Linked DNA regions of Lactuca sativa: all the other regions are linked to region 3. Evidence: chromatin contacts called from public Hi-C data. All regions are on one chromosome and are shown on one strand. Each heading gives the region's core, a stretch centred on a gene start, on an enhancer-like site or on the middle of the called end of the contact. The rest is flanking DNA. Distances are from core to core; before and after follow the strand shown.

Region 1 (3,412 bases), core at 173-2,672, 150 kb after region 3:
TGTGTAGGTAGTGGGTGGGCACATCTTTTGTTATCAAGTTGTGATGTAAAGACAAAGTACTATGCTTTCTTTATGCTTTTCTTTTGGGTGTGTGGGCACATGGTATCCCTTCTTTTGTGGTCCCTAGCAGGAATCTTTTGTCCCATCTTTTGTGTTACCAAGCTACAACTTTTGTGTATGCAGACAACTACTTGCCCTTTATTTAATTTCGAATATTAATGGAGTATTTCAATGAATCCAACCACCATCTTCAATTACTTTCTTGTTATATGTATGCATTGTATTCATTCCATTCAATACTTTCTCGTTATTTGTATGTATTGTTGTCTCAGTGATTCCATTCCAATCAAAATTACTTCTTTGTATTCATTACAGTCAAAGAATGGAATCATATATGTATTCATTGTTATGTATATGCTGCTTTGTGATTCCATTCCAGTCAAAATTACTTCTTTGTGATTCCTGTCAAAATTACTTATTTCTGATTCCAATCAAAATTACTTCTTTGTGATTCCATTCCAGTCAAAATTACTTCTTTGTGATTCCATTCCAGTCAAAATTACTTCATTCCATTCCAACAAGAAGTTAAGATAATGCCTTCATTCCATTCAAACAACATCTTCCAATACATCATTTCATCATATACACGATGGTCAAAAAAAATCCTATGGTAAACTTGTATATTTTTTGCTTCATTGCAATGGCATCATAGCACTTGTCCTTCTTCATTTGTTCCATGTCATCCTTCACATCTCTACTTCGGTCTTCAATACTACTAATTCAGCTTTCATTCCCTCCACCACTTCCATTAGAGGCATTTGTACAGGTTCTACATCCAACCATTTCCAATATTTGCATTTACCCTTCAACACAAATAACTCATAAGAAGATTTCAAATCAAGAAAATGAAACAGAAAATGAGAAAGATTCAAGTGAAATAGCTTACCTCATTGCACACCATGAAATGTCTCCCTGGATTCTTTTGGTGTTGTTGACGTTACAATACGTGTAGGGAAACCACAATCACAAGTTTTTGGATAGTACACTGTTGATTTCTTGCTTGATCGATTGAGGGACGATGAGAAGCTGTAGGAGGAAGCCATTAAGGAATTAGGGCACAATAAAGGAACCACATACGCCCCTTTTTTAATAACATTAGCCCTACATGCCACATAGGATCAAACTAACACGTAGAATCGATAAATCCTTTGCAACCGGCAAAAAACAATCGGAAGAAAAAAATTTACACAAATCAATAAGTTAAATGGCTATTAGAACACAAAAAAACGTTTACCAAATGTAGTATGTTGTCTTCTCAATCCCTTTATTTTAATATATTAGCTCTACTTTTAGAATTAATTACTATTAACTTTTTGAATGGACAAAGTACCTTTTCCACGTAAACACAGTGTGTGATCCATGTTTCCTTCTTCAGGCGCTGTAACGAATTCCTTAATGGAGTCGGTTCAATTCATTCCCCCATGGACTCTTTCATGCTTCTTACATTTCTTTGCTTGATTTTTGCTTTACAATCAAGTAATCGATCCAACACTGTTTCGTGATTATTTCTAAAACAATCAAAATTCGCCTTCCATTGCAGACGCAGATTTCGCATTCACTGTTGCGTGATATCAGGTACGCGATTTCACCTAGGGTTTTTGAATAGAACGTATTATCTCTTTGATTCGTATGTTTGTACGTGGAATAGACGATTAAATAAGTGAAAATAAAAACCGTGTAGGATAAATGGCGGAGAACGATGTAAAGGAAGTTGTTGAACAGAAGAATGATGATTCGCCAAGAAAGGAGAAGAGGAGTATCTTCTCTCGAATTTGGAATGGATTGGCTAGGTTACATGGTGATAATTTTGAAAAGAGATTGCAACATATATCTAAAGAAGAGGCTACTGTTCTTGCTAGAATGAAGAAAAGATCTAAGAGATGGCGGAGAACTGCTCGGGATATAATTGCATTTTCTGTTCTTTTTGAGGTAAACCGTAAACTCAATCCTCATCATTATCTCTCTAATCTTCAATAATGTCTGATATTTTGCTTGATTAGACTAACAGACAGTTATCTCCCTTACCGATTCAGTTACTCTATTTGCTATTTTATACAATGAATCACTCGCAGGGGTGACCTAAATGATTTAAATTTAAACATTTTTAGATGTTGCATCTATACTGCTATTTTCTATTTGATACAACGTATCAATGCTGCTTATATACATATGCAGCAGACTATAAAACTCGAAACTATTGTTTCTTCACAAGTGATTGTTTCTGTATTTGCTTATTATCATGTTCTATTTTTCTCAATTAGACAAGTCGATTATAACTTGGTGTCCACAGACAACATATAATTTGTGAAATTCAAACAATGACCTTCAACTAGCAAGTGGTATAATCATGATTCAAATATCCAGATTTGGTATAATCCATGTAAATGAGCATGTAGATGAAAACACTACCTGTTGTTTGTTTTGATTTCAGATTGCTGCAATCGGATATGGCATAACAACAACAAGATCAGTAAACTTAGAGTGGAATACAAGAGCTCTGCGAGTTTTACCTATGTTTGTTTTGCCTTTTTTATCATGGGCTTTGTATTGTGGACTTCAAAGCTTCAAAACTTTTCGTAAGTTCCCTTCACACGTATATAATATTCATTACCTTAATTCCCATATTCAATGACTTAATCAAAATTTGATCTGTTTATAGGCGATCAAAGAGATGAAAGATCTTTAGAGAAGCTTCGGGCTGAAAGGCAGAAGAAAATCAATGAACTGAAAGACAGAACTAATTATTACAACACCCAACAACTGATTCAGAGATACGATTCAGATCCAGCAGCAAAGGCAGCTGCTGCATCAGTGCTTGCATCCAAATTGGGAGCTGAATCAGGGCTACAGGTGAATCTAGATGAATCACATCTGAATGTGCACCTTGGCACAGGGAAGAGCAATGATTTTGAGGCTCTGCAGTCTAGTGGTTTAAGGAGAAGAAACACATTGGAAGGAAGATCTCCTGGGAGTGGAAGTAATTCAGAAAAAGAAGGTTTTCAATATGCAGGAAGTGAGGTTTCTGAGATTTCTTTACCTAGTGAGCTTGTTGTTGAGCATAGTCCTGTGGCTATAAGTCCACAAGATGGGGGTTGGATTGCTAGACTTGCTGCATTGCTTGTGGGTGAGGACCCCACACAATCTTATGCACTTATATGTGGTAATTGCCATATGCACAATGGTGAGTAAATTTATTTTTTTGTCATTTTGGCTTTCATGTAAATAATACATTAACAACATAATAATGGCTTAATTGCAGGTCTTGCAAGGAAGGAAGATTTTCTAGTGATTACTTACTATTGTCCACACTGCCATGCTTTGAACAAACCGAAGAATTTGGATGAAAATTCTT
Region 2 (3,353 bases), core at 390-2,889, 160 kb before region 3:
ACAAAAGGTTTTCTGCATCCCCACTTCTTTTTTTTTTTTATCTTTTTAGTAAAAACATTGATAACAATACTGCAAAAGTCACAAACCCTCTGCAGCTGTCAACTGTTAATGTCCTCTATTTCTTACCCCGGAGCTTCACACCAAGAGCCCTTTCCAGTTTGGTGATGATCTGTTGATTTGGTATAGCCTTCCCAGATTCATACTCCTGTATAATCTGGGGTTTCTCATTAATCAGCTGCAAATTTATATACATATTAAAAAAAATCAGATTCTATAAAAGTTTAACATTAATCTATATGTGTGTGGAATGAGAGATGTAAACCTGAGCAAGTTGAGACTGTGTAAGCTTCTTTTCAGTTCGACCCTGCATGATAGCTTTCTTCAACTCACTTGGTACTTTCTCATCTGTTCATAAAATTTAATCATAATTAAATAAACTATAAAGTATATATATTGCTTAGCTTTGAAGATAAGACTGACTTACGGGTGAGATTTTCAGTTTCTTCATCAAGCTTTCTAGTGTTTAGAGAAGTGCTACTAGAGGCAGCCTTGTTTGAACCTGCAGTAGCTGCAAAAGGAAAAAGAACACAACACAGATTTTTGATCAAATATAAACCAAGCTATAGGTCAGATTTCTGAAAAAGATTCCATAAAAGATCTTGAAAGAACATTAATAGGCCATACATAGCAAAAAAAAGTCTATGAAATGGTAACGTTTATGAAGAATCTCATGACTTGTGTCAATACAGAGTTCAAGAATCTGAAATATGGTAACAATATGCTTCTCTGTTGATTTAGCATAGCAATTTACCATTTTTTTTCAATCATGAAACTTCGGTTCCTTATCCCAATTGATAATATGTTAATTTACCATTTGATACATTATAAAGCAACTTCAGTTGATTAGCTTAAGAAACAAGTGATCGTTTGTTAAAAGGATATAGGAGAGTATTTTCCAATGTGTTGTTATACATACATCATGTTAGATACGCTTATGTGAGTTATAAACCCTAATGTAATTCAAAAAAAAAAAGGCAGATGAACATTCACAATAGGAGAAGTGGAGAACATGAAAATTCATCTAAGCACTGGAGAAATCCGATTTCTATATGTAAGAATCCATTAAGAGAATATCTAAAACGACATCTATGTATATCTGTAAGCCAGTAAATAAACAGAAGCAAATCGAAAAAGGTGAAATCCAAAACCCTAGCTCCATACAAAAACAAGTCGTAGACATAAACAAATTGAACATACGAGCATACGTAATCTTATCTCCGTAAGACAGATGATTATTGCGTTGAGAGTAAATTCATTGAAAACAAACTTGCGACAACAGGAAATTCGTAAAAAATTATGAACAAACAAAACGAGAAGATACAACGCACACGTGTATGTATGACGAAGAAAGGAGATGAGCACGAATACTAACCCTTGCGTACAGTCTCGATCTCCGCACCAGAGCGACGAGCGGCGTTGACAGCTTTCTCGTCCTTACGCGCGGCGGCGGTGGGAGCTTTCTTGCGGATCACCACCGGCTCCCAATCTTGTGCAATCGGACCACCTGACATCTTTTTTGTTCGATTATTCTACCAATAAAAATCAATCGGGAGGATGAGTAGGAATATCAGATAGAACTCTACTGGGGGTATGAAACTTATATAGATGGGGAAAAATGATACCACCGTAGGTGTTTGGTTACGAGGTTTGTGTTATTCCTATCGCGGACTGCTCTTTTATCAAAGGGTTATAAAATGTTTAAAAAAATAAGTTTCAGATCATTTTTAGTTGTTAATTTTTTTAAGTAACTGTACAACCTCACTGGTTAAACTCTATATTTAATTAAACTTTTTAAGAATTAATTGATTGCCGCATCACAATTTTAAATTTTTTATAAATAATATTAATAAATAAAACTAAAATATTATAATAATTAGGAATTCAAAGTTACACTTACTAAATATTAATTAAAGATTACAATTTAAAAATTAAAAGTTATAAATAATACACTAAATAAAAAGTACAATATCTAAAATACAAATTTTAATTCATATTGTATTTTATTTTAATCTCGTCACAACGGTTTTTTCAAATTTCACGTCCATCTTCCGACATGGTACTGGGATCCATGAAAATGATTGAAAATTTTTCATTCTTTACCTTTTCTTCTTGAATTTTCATCTTTCTTTCTTTCAATGCATTCTTCATATCCAAAGAGTTTTGGTAGCGTTCGAAAGTCTTTTTATTTTCTTCTATATGGTTTTCAAGTATTTCATCAAGCTTATTACCACATGACGAAGTGAAATTGGTAGCTTTCCCTTTTGCTGTTTTTTTCCTGCATTCCTACTAATTGGACGAGTTGTAACTTCAACATTATCCGGGTTAATGAAAGATTTTGTATTTGGTGAAGACATAGATGCCCCAGATGCACTGCTTGAACCTTTCCATTTGGGTTCATTTTTAAGGATATTCCAAATATGTGTGTGCCTAAAATGGACACCATATCTAGCATGATAACGCTCAAAAGCTTCACTTTTGAGATCATCCTTAAACCATCCATTGAGGTGTTGACTTTTCAACACTATATACATTTGATTAAATACAACTGCAAATGGGTTCATGTAATGTCGATGCGCTTTGTGGTTGGCTTGAGTTCTTGCAACATTCGACGTGTTGCTTTTTTCGTAGTACACAGTAATTCATCACCAGAACTCTTTATCACGTTGTTGACTTCCAGTAACGTTGTCATCTGAAATTTGTAGCCAAGCTTTTGCCAACAACATTTATTCTTCTTTGCTCCAGTAGGTTTTTTTTTGTTTTTTTGTCGTTTGTTGGTAGAAGTTTTTGTTGGTATTTTTGCTATAAAAGAATACAACCTTTATATTATGTCATACCTGGCAATTCAAACTATTTCTAAATTTCTTTCTCAACGATGTCATCATCATCCTCAAATGATTCTGCTTCTGAATTGATAATCAACCATCTCACAAGTAATTCTACATTTCAACTATATAAGGAGCTAAAATGCTTGGAAGCAGAACAGTCAGATACTGAAAGTTCACGACATCCTGAACAAAGTCAAATATATATATATATATATATATATATATATATATATATATATATATATATATATATATATATATATATATATCGTGAAGGACATAAACGTCTTTGGAAAGACTATTTCGATGAGCATTCTGTTTTCCCACCTCAAACATTTAGACGAAGATTTCGAATGAGGCGAGAACTACTTGTGCAAATAGTTAACGGTATCTCTAACCATTCTATTTATTTTCAACAAAGAAAATTTGCTTTAGGAAATAGTGGTCTTTCCCCTTTACAAAAATGCA
Region 3 (3,465 bases), core at 541-3,040:
ATGGTTTGTTTTTTACCTGTGAACAAGAGTCAGCGCCAGAAGCAATGGCGTTATCGGTCTCCCTCAACACACTGCTCCAGTCGCGGACGCGTCTTGAATCGGTGCACTTATTTAAGTGTTTTTCCACCGCCTGCAACTTTCGGAGCTCGTTTGGGTCTGGTTGGGACCCTGGGAAATAAAGGTGCTTTCTTGCGTTTTCAATCTGTCCTAAACTGTTTTTGCAAAAAGAAATTTTTCATCTTTAATCATTGTTCTCAAGAACAGTTCATGATAATCGATGGAATACGATTATACGATGATACCCACTTTAAAAAGTTAATCCAACTATACATATTAACATGTAAAGTTTTCATCTTTAATCATCATCATCATCGAGAACATAACAAAATAATCAATGGAATACCGGCAATACTCACTTGTAAATTGTAAAACAACCCTACGAGTCATACAGTTTTTTCCCCCAAATTTATAAGCAATAAAAGGGGTAATGAAAAAAGGTAAGATAGAAGAACTCAAATATTAAAGATCAAAATGGTTTTCTTGAAGAAATTGTAAAGAATAAAGGAGGTTGTTTTTGGAGTCGTACCTGATAAGAAGAGATCCTAAACGATGGTGAGCTCTTATATAACCGGAATCCAATTTAATGGCTAAATCACATTCCTTCACGGCGTCGGTCAATCGGTTAAGGCACATCAATGCGGCGGAGCGGTTGCAATGATAGGCGGCGTTATCAGGTGATACTGATATAGCTCGATCGTAGTAATTTAATGCCTCAGTGAAATTTCCCTTTTTGTATTGTTCATTTCCTAACCGCTTTAAATCTTCTGGATCTATTGATGATCTCCTTGAATTCGACGAATTTGAAATAGCTGAAAATTGGTTTTCACCACCGGATACGGCGGACTTGGTGGCGGAACCGCCTCGCATTATGCTGCCATGGCCGTAATTACCGGTTCCTAAACTTAATACCTCGGTTTTAGAGCTCCGGCTTGACATCATACCCGTGGTTAGCGGCTTTCCCGACGGGCGGATATTGCCGGACGGAAGCACATTGCCGACCGGAGAAGTAGCTGAGCTTCCACCGGAATGGATTGTCGGGCTGCCAACGGTTCCTCCTCGGGAATCTGACCGCTTGTGACCAGGCTTAAATGTCCGAGACCCGCCAGCGGAAAATGTCGGTGAACTTTCAACCGACAACTCACCGGAATGGTTGTTGACGGTGCCGGCTGAATCTGACCTTCCAGGTAAAGTACCAGAACCAGAACGAGGTCCACTTCCGGTCCGACCCGACACCGACCCAGATGAGCTAGAGCTAGTACTAGCGGCGGGTCCAGGTCCAGCCCTCAAAGGCGAAACCGGAGAACCCAAATCGAGTTCTCTGAAGTCAGGTTTATTGGTATTATCGGCGGCATCATGAGTGTCGCAGGCGAGTGACTTTCGGAGGCGATCGGACAGTGTATCAAATCCCAAACTCGAAATGGGCTTACCGGAATCCGCCATTCCAGACCTAATATTCTATTCTCTGGCAATGAAATTAACGAGAGAGATATAAATAAATCTTCAGGGTTTGGCTTCAAAGACAAAAACTAATGTCGTCGGCAATGGCTGCCGTTATGGTTGAGATTAAAATACAACCACCGGCGTAATCCGTCGGAAAATAACATAGAAGAAGAAGAGGATGGAAAAGGGATGAAAGAGATGGGGATCTCGTGATTTAAAAGGGTGAAAGCAAAGAATGAAAGAGAAGAGGTTTTACAGAGAGAGAGAGAGAGAGAGAGAGAGAGAGAGAGAGAGAGAGAGAGAGAGAGAGAGAATTGGCAGTTCTATTTTTGCTTTTTCTTTATTTTTTGGTATTCTTTTATTTATATTTTAGAGTTGATCGTATAAATATATAAACTACCACATTACTTATTCTTTTAGTACTATAATTAATATAATATGTAGTATTTATCAATCATAAAATAAAAGGTAAATGGATTTTATTATAATATTTAACTATTTAAATGTAATATATTTGTCATTTCTATTATTTTAAGTAATAATTTTATTCATATAATCTTTACCTAAAATAATAAAATTGATGACTTTTTTATATTGAATTGGTTGTTGTCGTTGGATACTTGTTCCAAGAGAAACAGACAGCCCTTATGGGAGATTTAATTTCCAAATTATATATAAGGTGGAAAGATTAAGGCGCGACATCAATTATATCAACCTTCATAACTTCTTTTTTTTTTTTTTTTTTTTTTTATTTGCAATTGATATACGAATAAATCTAAAATTGGAAAATCGCAAGGATCGATAGAATTTTAGTCGATGATGCATGGATGTAAAGATGCAACAACGTATTATTGTTAGCAAAAAAGACACTTCAAATCACATGCTATTAGTGGGGGGACAAAATGCAAAGTAGGGGTCCAAAATTCTTATTTAATAAGTTTGGGTTAGAACATCCACATGTCATGAAGATGAGCAAAAGTCTTCCCTGGACACACACAATTCTAGGTTGGGCAGCATCTTTTGTGATACACAAACGATTAGATTGAACAACTAATTATAATTAACACAAAGTTTTTTATTGGGCAACATTTGTGATCCAAAGCCGATTGGATTGAACAGCCGATTATAACTAGCACAATGTTCTTTGTTGGGCAACATTTGTGATGAATAGACGATCTGATTGAACAACCGATTATAACTAACACGAACATAAAGAAGTGAATAAGCTAATTAGCTAAATTCAATTCCCTAATAACATAAAAATAAAAACAGAATACTTGAACAAAGTTATTTTCACAATCCTAACAATTTGAAATTGATTATGATAAGATCCACAATCGGTTATTTAATTAACCATTAACCATAAATAATAAAAATTCGTAAATTAATAGTAAAAAAGCCATTAAAAAATCATTTTGAGCCATAAACATTTGAATGACCGAAAAATATCTTACGTCATAACAAAGCGATTAATTTGGTTAAATTCCAAAACTATGAAATCACTTTGCCACCAACACCAATGATATCATCAAATTTCCAATCTTGCTAGTTATATCATTCATCAAGGCTTATATCCCTTGCATTTAGACTTGTACCCATGCATCGACTTGTCATAATGAGAATTGCAAAGATCTTAAAAATAGAAAATAGTTTATCCGAAAATTGTCAACTAGTAGAAAATAAAAACACAGGACGCAGAGAACACAAAATAAATATAATGTTTTACCAAATAGGCTAGTTAACTTTCTTTAGGTATTTGCGAGACTTTGATCTACTATAAAGTATAAACATATTTGTTGATATGTATATCTCATTGACCTTTGAGAGACGGTCCGGCCATTTCCAACGGTTCGGTCATTTCTAACGATTCGGTCGCTTTACCAAGGTTCGGCCGTTTTACCATGATTCAATCATCTTCACGACGATTTGATCGTTCGACCATTGTTTGATCATCAGTAGTTCTTG

What was found. A called contact is a pair of places that touch in the nucleus more often than the background predicts.
Region 1: a contact with region 3 is called in a Hi-C map of seed, with 6 times the contacts expected there. The contact joins the promoter of LOC111919997 here to the promoter of LOC111920000 in region 3. A contact is called at or near these places in 4 of 4 Hi-C or Micro-C datasets (bud, leaf and seed).
Region 2: a Hi-C map of leaf shows a contact between it and region 3, with 3 times the contacts expected there. The contact joins the promoter of LOC111920002 here to the promoter of LOC111920000 in region 3. A contact is called at or near these places in 2 of 4 Hi-C or Micro-C datasets (both in leaf).

What each region holds. Positions count from the first base shown.
Region 1 is chr5:279,231,196-279,234,607 of Lsat_Salinas_v11, forward strand. LOC111919997 reads left to right here and starts at 1,423. Exons shown (of 5, transcript XM_023915571.3): 1 at 1,423-1,635; 2 at 1,742-1,989; 3 at 2,492-2,636; 4 at 2,720-3,241; 5 at 3,320-3,412. The coding sequence starts at 1,747. It overlaps LOC111919999 (a long non-coding RNA gene), which reads right to left and starts at 1,529. Exons shown (of 3, transcript XR_002859687.3): 1 at 1,391-1,529; 2 at 947-1,086; 3 at 581-863.
Region 2 is chr5:278,916,310-278,919,662 of Lsat_Salinas_v11, forward strand. LOC111920002 (multiprotein-bridging factor 1b) reads right to left here and starts at 1,640. Exons shown (of 4, transcript XM_023915576.2): 1 at 1,433-1,640; 2 at 485-568; 3 at 323-405; 4 at 1-235. The coding sequence starts at 1,571. The coding sequence ends at 116.
Region 3 is chr5:279,078,302-279,081,766 of Lsat_Salinas_v11, forward strand. It overlaps LOC111920000 (TPR repeat-containing thioredoxin TTL1), which reads right to left and starts at 1,791. Exons shown (of 7, transcript XM_023915573.3): 1 at 587-1,791; 2 at 17-212. The coding sequence starts at 1,500.